2 separate regions of the Solanum lycopersicum genome follow, and region 2 is linked to region 1. The links are chromatin contacts, called in public HiChIP or PLAC-seq maps. All regions are on one chromosome and are shown on one strand. Each heading gives the region's core, a stretch centred on a gene start, on an enhancer-like site or on the middle of the called end of the contact. The rest is flanking DNA. Distances are from core to core; before and after follow the strand shown.

The links. HiChIP or PLAC-seq counts read pairs in DNA pulled down with a chosen protein or histone mark.
Region 2: an RNA polymerase II HiChIP or PLAC-seq map of leaf shows a contact between it and region 1, with 7 times the contacts expected there. The contact joins the promoter of ME1 here to the promoter of LOC101258044 in region 1. A contact is called at or near these places in 3 of 8 Hi-C or Micro-C datasets (all in leaf) and 1 of 1 datasets of contacts at active chromatin or transcription factors (leaf).

The regions. Positions count from the first base shown.
Region 1 is chr12:61,433,338-61,438,617 of SLM_r2.1, reverse strand. LOC101258044 reads left to right here and starts at 3,317. Exons shown (of 10, transcript XM_069292363.1): 1 at 3,317-4,022.
Region 2 is chr12:61,610,550-61,615,829 of SLM_r2.1, reverse strand. It overlaps ME1 (NADP-malic enzyme), which reads right to left and starts at 2,333. Exons shown (of 20, transcript NM_001247529.2): 1 at 2,194-2,333; 2 at 1,530-1,798; 3 at 231-351; 4 at 52-126. The coding sequence starts at 2,223.

The sequences.
Region 1 (5,280 bases), core at 2,068-4,567:
AGATTTAGTGGATGAAGTTGCTAAATAATTATGTATTCAGATGAAAATCCATATTTTTACATAAATTATGTATTCATTTTAATATATTACTTTAAAATGTTCTTGTATACTCATTTGAAAGTAAACATGAATACATCAAACTGATTTGTAAAACTTAATGATGTCTAGAATATAAAATTCAAGGTATATAATTATGATGACTAATTAACTTTAGAAGAAATACAAAGTCGTATGATTTTGAAATTGAATTCCAGAATAATCAAATACATAAATACAAACCTTATTTGTAGCTCGTTTGGATGAATACCAAATTAAAAAGAACTGAAAATATTTTTGATATACTAAGTGAACTTAAATACAAAATGTATAAAATGAAATACAAAACTAGTTGATATACAATTATGATGAACCGAAAACTGTTTTGGCATATACTAACAACCCTCACTTGTTTTAGTTTATTTTCAACCATAACCATTTGTAATTAGTACTCTACGAAGAGATACAAACTAGAATGTACGGAATGGAGTTCAAAAAACATAATATACACTAAAATAAATAATATATGTCAAACCTTTTTAATGATAAATTCAAACTTCATAAGGTTAAAGAGTTGATTTTTATAAATAATCTATTACAAAAATATCAATGTACAATAGACAAAATTATTTAGAGCCAAACAAGATTAGCAAGACTAAAACTAAACAACTATTGTATTTCAATTATTTCATTATCCTTGTGAACTATGTGAGGTCTGTTATGCCTCGGAGGTGCCTCACACTCACTAATGACTCGACATCTAGTGGTCATAGTTCCAAAGAAATGCAGTGTATCTTGATCGTAGAAATATTGCATCGAAGTTACCTACTGAATTTCCTTTTTCATAAGGCAACCGCTCAGCATAAGCAAACATATAAATATTGCAATTTCTACATACAACAAATTAACAAGAGATAAAATTAAAATACATAAATAAATGAAAATACTAAATTCAAAATAATACACCAACTTACAAGCTATCATGTGGCTGTTGATGTATGTTTTCAATTAATTCTATGTCAAAGAACTCATTTCATCTTGAGGTATGGCATAGTTAATACAAATTCATCGAATAAAAAAAGCATATATACAAATTGAAATATAATCAGTATTCTTAAAAGCATTAATACAAAATACAAAGAGAATATTACTGAAGTAACATGTAACATAGAAATCACGCAACACAAATATATCATAATGAATACAAAATCACAAAAATAAAGCATGAATATTATCTGAAATAGCATGAATAATCTTAAAAATGAATACACCTAGATAAAGTAAATATGTATTTTTAATTTCATAGCTAGAAAAGATTAAATTTATATGATGATTGATGATTCCATATACGTGGGTATAATATCAACACTAATAGCATGTCCACAAATACAAAAATAATAATTAAACAATACAATCCATAATAACAATTACATGTTATTCATAGACAATAGCAACACTATTCTAAATCAAGACACATACTTTTTCGATTTTGAATACAAAGACAATTGTTACAAATACTCTGATCCAATCTATTAGAAAAATCAAAATTTTATGTGTTTGAACAATTTCAATTGAACATTCAAATATTGTAATGGTAATATATTTAATGATCTTACTATTTCATAAAGATAATTAAATACCGCTTTATCAACTATTTGGTCTTCGTTATTCTTTTTGAATTTCCCACCGCAAAGATTCTACATCGGTTCTAAACTTAAGGAAGATTTTGTATACGGATTTGGTCATGTACATGCTTAGATCGACTCTCTTCCGCAAGTTTTAGTCGTTGATCCAATCTTATCTATCATTCCTTGAGTAATAAATAGATTAAATCGAACCAACATCTATCAACTACCAACAAGGAGTCGTTTTGGTTAAACATTTTGGTTAGCAGGCAGGTTGTGTTGGGAAAGACAAGGCACTAACAAAGAGTGCCTGACAGGATAACAGCGGAAGAATACCCAAGTCTATACTTTCCCTTTTCGATTTGAACCAAGAGAAAAACAACTACAAGCAATATGATAGTAAGGCAGCAAGTAATTCAACCAAACAAATATAACAAGGCAATAATAAACCAATCACACAAGACACCAAGATTTACGTGGAAAACCTTTGATATGAAGAGTAAAAAATCACGAGACCAAAAGCTCCACTATAATCACCAAGAGTTACAATATTGTTCTCCAAAATTGTCCACAAAACAAGTATCAAACAACGAGCAACAAAAAAATTAGATTGCACCAAATCTAGAGAATTAAAGGAGCAAAATCACCAATTTCGCAGCTACTGTTCACGACAGGAAAACTGAAGATGCAGGCCACCAAATCCAACTCTGTCAGTTCCTAATCAAAGCTTGAAATGAAGATAATATGCTGTCCAAAAATCAGCTCAATCGGACAAGAAACGAAGCGGAAATCGCAATTTGAAGTTGGCTGTTAGGGCTGAATTTTGACTGCGAAAACTGCTCTCTTTCTCTCTTTTTGGCTGCTGAAAAAACTCTCTGTGTATATGAAAATAAGACCAAAATAGGCTTATATTTGCCTCATAAGAATGGGTCTATGAGCAAAAATGGGTTGGTCCAAAATGAGCTTTTATTTATCCACATAGGAAGGGAAAAAAGGCCCATAACCCAACAGGTTGCTTATTACTATTATACATAATTCCCTTTTCTTGTAGGTAATCATAATGTGTTATTAGGTATTTTATAGTATATGATAAATATATCTTGTTAGGTGTTAATTCTTTATATAGTAAGACTCATATGATTTAGGTATTTAGATTCCACTTCATTAGTGCGGATACGCTTTGAACAAGAAACATGAGAAATTGCTAAAAAATTAATGATAAAGTCAGATACCTCTTGTAATCCTCTTAGAATCGTTCATTAAAGAGGGTTTTTGAGGTTTTCAATATCCAAAACCCTAAATGAAATTGAAGAAGGTACTACTCCACTAAACAAACAAAAATTTTGAAAGATTTAAACAAAAAAAATCAACAAATTTAAAAATCGAATAAAAATGCATACCTTAATGAAAGGGATTGTTATAAATATCTCTAGAGATATATTTTTCATATTTTGAAGAAAAAATCAAAAAAATGAAAGAGAGAGAATATGGGATTGGAAGAATGGAAGAACTGAATTAGAAAAATTACTATTTTTGAAAACGTACGAAAGAGAATGTATTGGAAACGTGTGATTAAGGGAATGTGAGATTAAAAAAAGAACTAAAAAAAGGATACACTTTATTTTATAAAATATTGATATTTTGACAATTTTAATAATATTTATAAAGAATAATTTTTTATTAATTATGTCAGGATTTTTGACTCGATTACTAATTTTTCCTTCATTCTCCTGACCCTATCGCGTACTGTTCTTCTTTCTTTCAGATGCGAAATCCAGCGATTCCGGCGCAAGTAGAGTCCCGACGCTGTTCATCGCAAATCGCGAGCCCAGTCCAGCGAAATCGACCGGAGTCCGTCGTTCTCGCGTACGGAACCAGGTGTCGAAATCTCCCGTCTCTTTCGTCCTTTGCTTCGAATCGGATGACTATCTTCATTCTTCCGTTGAGAATTGTAGAGGTATTGGTACAAAGCTAGCAGCCTTATCTTATCTTTCGGGGGGAGATTTTTGAATTTTGATTTTCAAAAACTTATCCCGTTTTCCCCTTTCAAAATATGCCCTAATTTCCCCCATATAAAAACCTCCCACTTATTCACTATTTGAGGTTGACGAGGAGAGCTGGAGAATAAAGGGAGGTAGAGAAAATGATAGTTTAGAGAGAAAGGATTTTCTGAGGTCGAGAGTAAAAACTTGAACAAAAAAAAAACATTCTCGATTAGAATACAAAAGGATTTGAGTCTCTTTGGAATCTGTTTGTTCTTTCATGCATCTTTGGAGCTCGCTGAAGTTTTCGGAATTTACAGTGTGGTGGTGGAAGTTCTGATCGAGTCCGGACTCGTCTCAGTTTGCTGCTCCGAAAGAGGTAAAAATGACTTTAGTTTTTCTTTGTTATTTTATGATTAAGAGTTTTATGAGTTTTGCGATTGAAGCAATGAACTGCTATTCCAAATTCACTTCATAGTTTCAATATAGCTTGGTTTTGTTCTGAAAAGTCGATTGATTCTCGATTTAGTTATGCTTGAGTAGCCTATGTTCTTTTGGTTCGAGATGAGTTTGATGACTGTTTGGTTATGTTTTCTCTGTTTGCTCATGTTCTAGATTGATTATTTTTGGAATATGTGCGATCACTATCGGTCAACGGACCAGGTCCCTTGACACAGCAAGAACAGTGCTGAAGATTAAATAATATAAAGAACACAACACAAGCAGTTTACGTGGAAACCTCCTTGCTCAAGGGAGTAAAACCACGACTTGTTGCACAGGATTTACAACCGTCTTCACTAATCTTCTCAAGCAAAAGTGAAACTCTGTTACAATCAATGTGTGAAAAAGTTATTAATCTCACGATCAAGTAATCTACCTATTACTTGAAGAGCCTAAGCGGATACAACACCGCCCACTAAACCACCTAACTCTAGATGACTTAGAATTTGACTAAGCAACAAACTAATATTGCCCACTAAATCAGTTAATCTTAACTGATTTAGACTTTTACAAACCCAAAACAAATATCTGAATCCTTTATAGATTAGGAACAAATTTACAATGTAAGTACATAAATACAAAGCTCTAAATACAACAAAGATTCTTCTTTACTCTATCAGGTCCTTCTGTTGAGTTGAGCAATGTTCTTCCTTGAAAATGACCTTTTGTTCAAGCTTGTGAATTTTCAGAGAAAATCCAAGTTCAATTTGCCAAGTCTCAAATTTGTGTTTGTTGGAAAGAGATAATATAATTTCCCACAAATTCGTTGAAGTCATCCCATTGGCTGAAGGGCTGCTGTTAGAAAAGTTGTGCACCTACCGCATCAGAGATGACAACTGTCTTTTCGTCCTTTTCACGTCTTAGTCTTGCGGGTACCATGTCCCTTGCTTGCGGGAACCAGGTTGCAAACTTCTATATAAGTTCTTGAAAAGGCTTGCTGACTGACTTCTTTCTTTGGATGAATGAATATAATATGGTGTTTGTCATGCTAAAAGTATCAAACATAAAGAGTTATTATCCGTTGGACAAACACCTTCCTCCATTCTGATTGGTGTAGTACACTGACGTCTTATCAACCTCTCATGACAGCTTTACAGATGTAACCAATTATATATCTGATGGAGGAAACTCTGTCT
Region 2 (5,280 bases), core at 1,084-3,583, 180 kb before region 1:
AACCTTAATTGCAGAAAGTATTTAGAACCTAAAAATCATTTTGTTTACTACCTGAAGATCCATCATGGCCATGTATCTTTGAAGTGGTACATCATACTTACGGATGCTGTTCATCATTTTCTTGACCTGTGACATCGAGTAGCACAACAATGTTGTTATTGAGCTTTCATCTGATCAGATAAAGAGAGACACGGAAACTGTAGGATTTTGTAACATGCAGAATATACAACCTGAAGGTCATGACTAATTACGACAGGAGGAAGAAGACCACGCAAATAGTGGGTGTCTCTCTCTCTCTCAGAGAAAGCAAGGCCCTTATTGTAGTGTGGGTTACGCAACAATGAGAAACCACTGTAAGCAAAAGAACACAGTATGTTTCAGTGCACGTAAGTAAAGACAACTTCTGAGATAATCAAGTGTCAGACTAAAGCTCGAGTCTTTTTCATTAACATGGAAGTAGGAATTGTTAAATGAATGCTGAAAACAGATGATCTTTGAAAGAAAACGACATGGAAGTTCAGCCCTTCTAAAAAAATACATAGAGCAACCGCATTTATGATATCCCAAGACGGCTCAAGAGCAGACTGTATTAATTCGAACTTAATGCAGAATGTATATCAAGAGCAAACTGCGTTAATGATATCTCAAGAAGGCTCAATCAGTAACTAACAACTTCAATACATTAAGAAATAAACATATAATATACTCAAACTTAATGCTCATATCTTATAATTGTTGCATCATCATGATGCTTTTTATTGAAATTACTAACTTCATCAAACAATAAATACTCTAAATTAATATGGAAAACTCAATCTACAACAAGGCTTATAGAAATAGCCCCAAATTCCTGGGATCACCCTTTGGAAACAGTGTCTCGTGATACACCTTACCCTCCGTGGACCCCACTTGTGCGACCTCGCCGAGTATGTTGTTGTTGTACCCTTGGTGACTGTTGGAGCATAGAGGCATCATACTTAGGAAACAGTATCTATAATGTAAAATTATAGGTGACTAAAGAAAACAGTGACTAACACAAAATATGTCCACCATTGGTTTACCAAAAAGACAAATCCCAATAGCTCTTTAGTGGGGACAAATTCTTATATATTCTTTTTTTTCCCCAAAAGATTATAATAATTGTAAAAGAAATAGAAGAAAAGCAAGTGCCTTTATTTGATATTAACAAAACATCTAAGAAAATCAGATCATGCATATGTAGACAAAAGGTTATAAGTCTAGCTGTGATGAAAGCTCAATTTCTTTTCTTTTTTAAATCAAAAAAAAAGCCAGAATACAAGAGCCTCTAATACCAGATAACCCCATTTAGTTGGACCGACATGAACATTCATCTCGGTCACAGATTCAAGCCGTGAAAACAGCCTTCGTATACAATACACTCTTGTGGTCCGGCCTTCCCGGTCCTTAATTGAATTAATCAAAATCCATCTAAATCTTGAACTTAAACCCCATCTGGGAACAGAAAGCATAGGATTATCAATTCAAATTCAAAAGAAGTAATTTTTCACCTAGCAACAGATAAGGTCCAAGGTGTGATGGATTGATCTTCTGTGGCACTATCCTCACCATAAACGTCTTGAACTCCACCAGTAACAGTAGATTTAACCTCCATCTCAACCGGTGCAGGACTTTCCGTCAAAGCATTCTCAACCAATACACTAACACTTCCATCTCCAGGTTTTCCGTTTGAGTTCACGGCGGCTACCACCACCATAGGAGCTGAAACTCTTCTGCTTGACTGATTCAAACATCTTGAAACCCCAGATAACGAATTGTTCTGCAAATTACAATAAAACAATCACAATAACACAAAATAGAAATCAAAGATTGTCCACAAGTAAACAAAAACACTAATCAACAGCTTTTCAACTCAATTCTAAATATGGGTATGTCTAAATCAATCTGAATATTCATGAATCACATCAAGATTCCTTTTTTTTCAGTTTCAGTGAAAAAAGAAATCTGGGTGTTGTTCCCTTTTCCTTATCCTATCTCTATCACTCAAAATTAACACTTTCAGCTCAATCTATGAAAATGGGAGTCGTAAAAAACTCAATCTGAATCAAAGAACTAACAATCAATCAATCAACACAATTTCTCCTTCTTCTTCTTCATTTCATCAGACTGTGAACAATCAAAACAGAGATTCAAGAAATGGGTCACTGGTATTACCGTAAAACTGGTGCCATTCAAGGAGAACATGGCTGAGTTTTGGGCAGAGTGAGAGAGAAGAGATTGTTTGTGATAGATCTGCTCAAAAAGTACTGCTCTTTATCTTCCTCTCTCCTACTTGTCCTCACAACTCTGCAATTTTTCAGGGCATTTTGTAGCAAACCAAATTAGTACCACTTTCCTTTTTATTTTCTTTTTTTCACTGTTCAACTTTTTTCTATTACACCATTTAACCTTTTTCGGACACGCTTTCAATAAGATTTTCTTTTATTAATATTTGGATACGAATTTGGATTTGAAATCTTTGTAAGAATATGAAAATACTTTTACACATTCCATAAGTCATTTTCTTTCTATTTTAAAAAGAATGATTTTTTTAAGTATGTTTTAAAAAGAATGATTTTTTTAAGTATGTTTTAAAAAGAATGATCTTTTTTTTTATAATAATTTTTCACGTGATATGTTTAAAGCCAGAAGATTAAAAAATAATTTTATATATTTGGCATAACTTTAATTTAGAACCACATGATCAAAAGTCTTCTTTATTTTCTTAAATTTCATGTCAAATCAAACTAGGTCGTTATTTGTGAAACGGAGGATAATAATCTAGGTTGGTAACCCTGCCTCCAAATGAACCCAACTAGAATATTTATTTTATTTTTCTAAATTTTTTTAGTTCATGTAAAAAAAAGGGATTTTTAGATGCATATATATATTTATAATTTAATTTAAGTTTAATTTAAAATTATATTAATTGAGACTGGTGAACTGTAATAGAAATTACATTTCTACTTATAAAGCACTTCTTTTATTGTTATATAAAAATGAGTAAATGTGTTTTTATTAAAATTTGATATTTAGATTATTAATATATATTTTTTCAAAAATAACATATAACATGTGAGACTGTTAAGAAAGGAATGATTTATTTTTCTTTTTAGTTTATTTTGAAAAGATGATTTTTTTTTATAATATTTTAATTTTAGTTTTTTATGTGCTATGTTTTATGTCAGAAAATTAAAAGGTACTTTGACATAATTTTAATTTAACATAATAATATTTTTTTAAAAATTATTGTATTAAGCTTCACGTTAAATCAAATTAAAATATTAATTCAAATATTAATCATATTTTAATACCTTAACATAGATTTTAATTAAAGTAAATAATTGTAATTTTCCAACTAGAAAATATTTATTCTTCTATGAAAAAATTGGTTATAATTTTAGTTTGTTGAATTATGTTTGCTTCTTCCTCCTTATTGTCTTGAGCGTAATAAAATATTTAGACATTTTTTATTGGTCAGACATTTAAATTAATTAATATACATTGTATTTCATGCTAATTTTTTTTTAAAAAAAATCAAACTCATGAGGACACGATATATACCTATGATTTTTTCTACATTGACTGACAATCCAAGAGAATATTATTTCCTTTTAATTTGACATAATTTAATAAGAATTTTAAAAAAATATATGATAATATTTGTATAATTATAACTTTTATTAAAAATTTGATGTAAAAAAATTTATTAAAGTAATATTTCAAAAAAGTGGTATTAATTTGAATTAACTAACTTTAAAAACATCATGAGAACCATGTGTTGGAAAAAAGAATAAGAAAGTGATGCTGGGATCTGTTTGTGCATCTCTGTGGACATCTGACATATGAATTGTATATGTTTTGCAAAAGATTTTGTGATTTGCATCTAAAAAACTAACAAGGAATAATATTTTTTCGTATCGATTTATATTAAATTATACTATATCACGTAAATTAGAATTAAAGTGTTTTTAGCTACACGTTTGAGACCACTTAGTCCTAACATGGATGCAAGTCATGTCTATTTCTGCTTTGGGGATTTTGTTCTCATCCCTTTAACAACACAAAAAGGAATTTTTTTTAAAACTTCCTAGTAGTTGTTATTATACCATATAATTAAGGAAAAATAATTAGAAAAAAATTTTAATTACGAGAAATGAATAAAATTATCTTTTGTTTATAATTTGACTTTAATATATCTGTCATCAGTTTTTTATTCAGAAATACTTTTGTAATTAATATTTTGATCTACAAATGCCTCTATAGTTATTAAATGGGTTAAAAAATTCTTTATTCTAAATAAATATATTATTTCTTTTTTTAAAAATATAATTTCTTTTTAATTAAAATATTATTAAAAAATTGTATTCTTGTTTTTTTCTTTTAAAATCGGTTTAACAAATAAAAATATAGGAAATAACTTTTTTCTTCTTAAATCTCATTTATTAATTAAATAGAATAATTTCATGTACCCTTTGATGGATTATATATATAAGAATATAATATATTCGTCATTTATTTTTATTTATATAACAATAAAATTAATTGTAATAAAATAAGAGAAAAAAAATTAATTGAAGTAGGATAAATATATCTTTTTTAGAAATAATATTATTAGAAAAAAATATATTAAAAAGAAAATAAAGAATATATTTATTCGAAAATGGGCATTTTTAACTCATTAAATAAAAATAAAGACATTTTGAATCAAAATATTAATGACAAGAACATATTTGAATCAAACTATAAATAGAGCATTTTTATATATTTTATCTAGTTTAAGGCCTTTTTTTTTTTTTTACCTTTTTTCCTATAATTAATTTTAAATTTGTTCTTTAATAAATATTTAACGAGTAATAAAACAATATTAATTATTAAAAGAAACATCCAATGGAAAGTGAATAACACAAGCCATTCAATTTTGGTGGGTAGGGTAGACTGCCTAGGTTGGGTGGAAGATGTAATGTTGTATAATTGGAGTCCATGCAATTAATCACAAACATAGGCTCAATCATAGTTTTACGTAGCGGATTTAAAATCTAAAAAAATAGACATATGAAATAATTAAAAAAGATTTAAAAATTATAATTATATATAAATAATATAATTTTTCATCAAGAAATTCAAATAAACCCCTTAATTATATCTGTCACTGATCACAAATATTATCTTTACAATCAAAATAATACAAAATACTGTATACGTTTGAAATTACATCCACACAAAACCATGATTTTTCACATCGTATAGTTCGTTTAATTT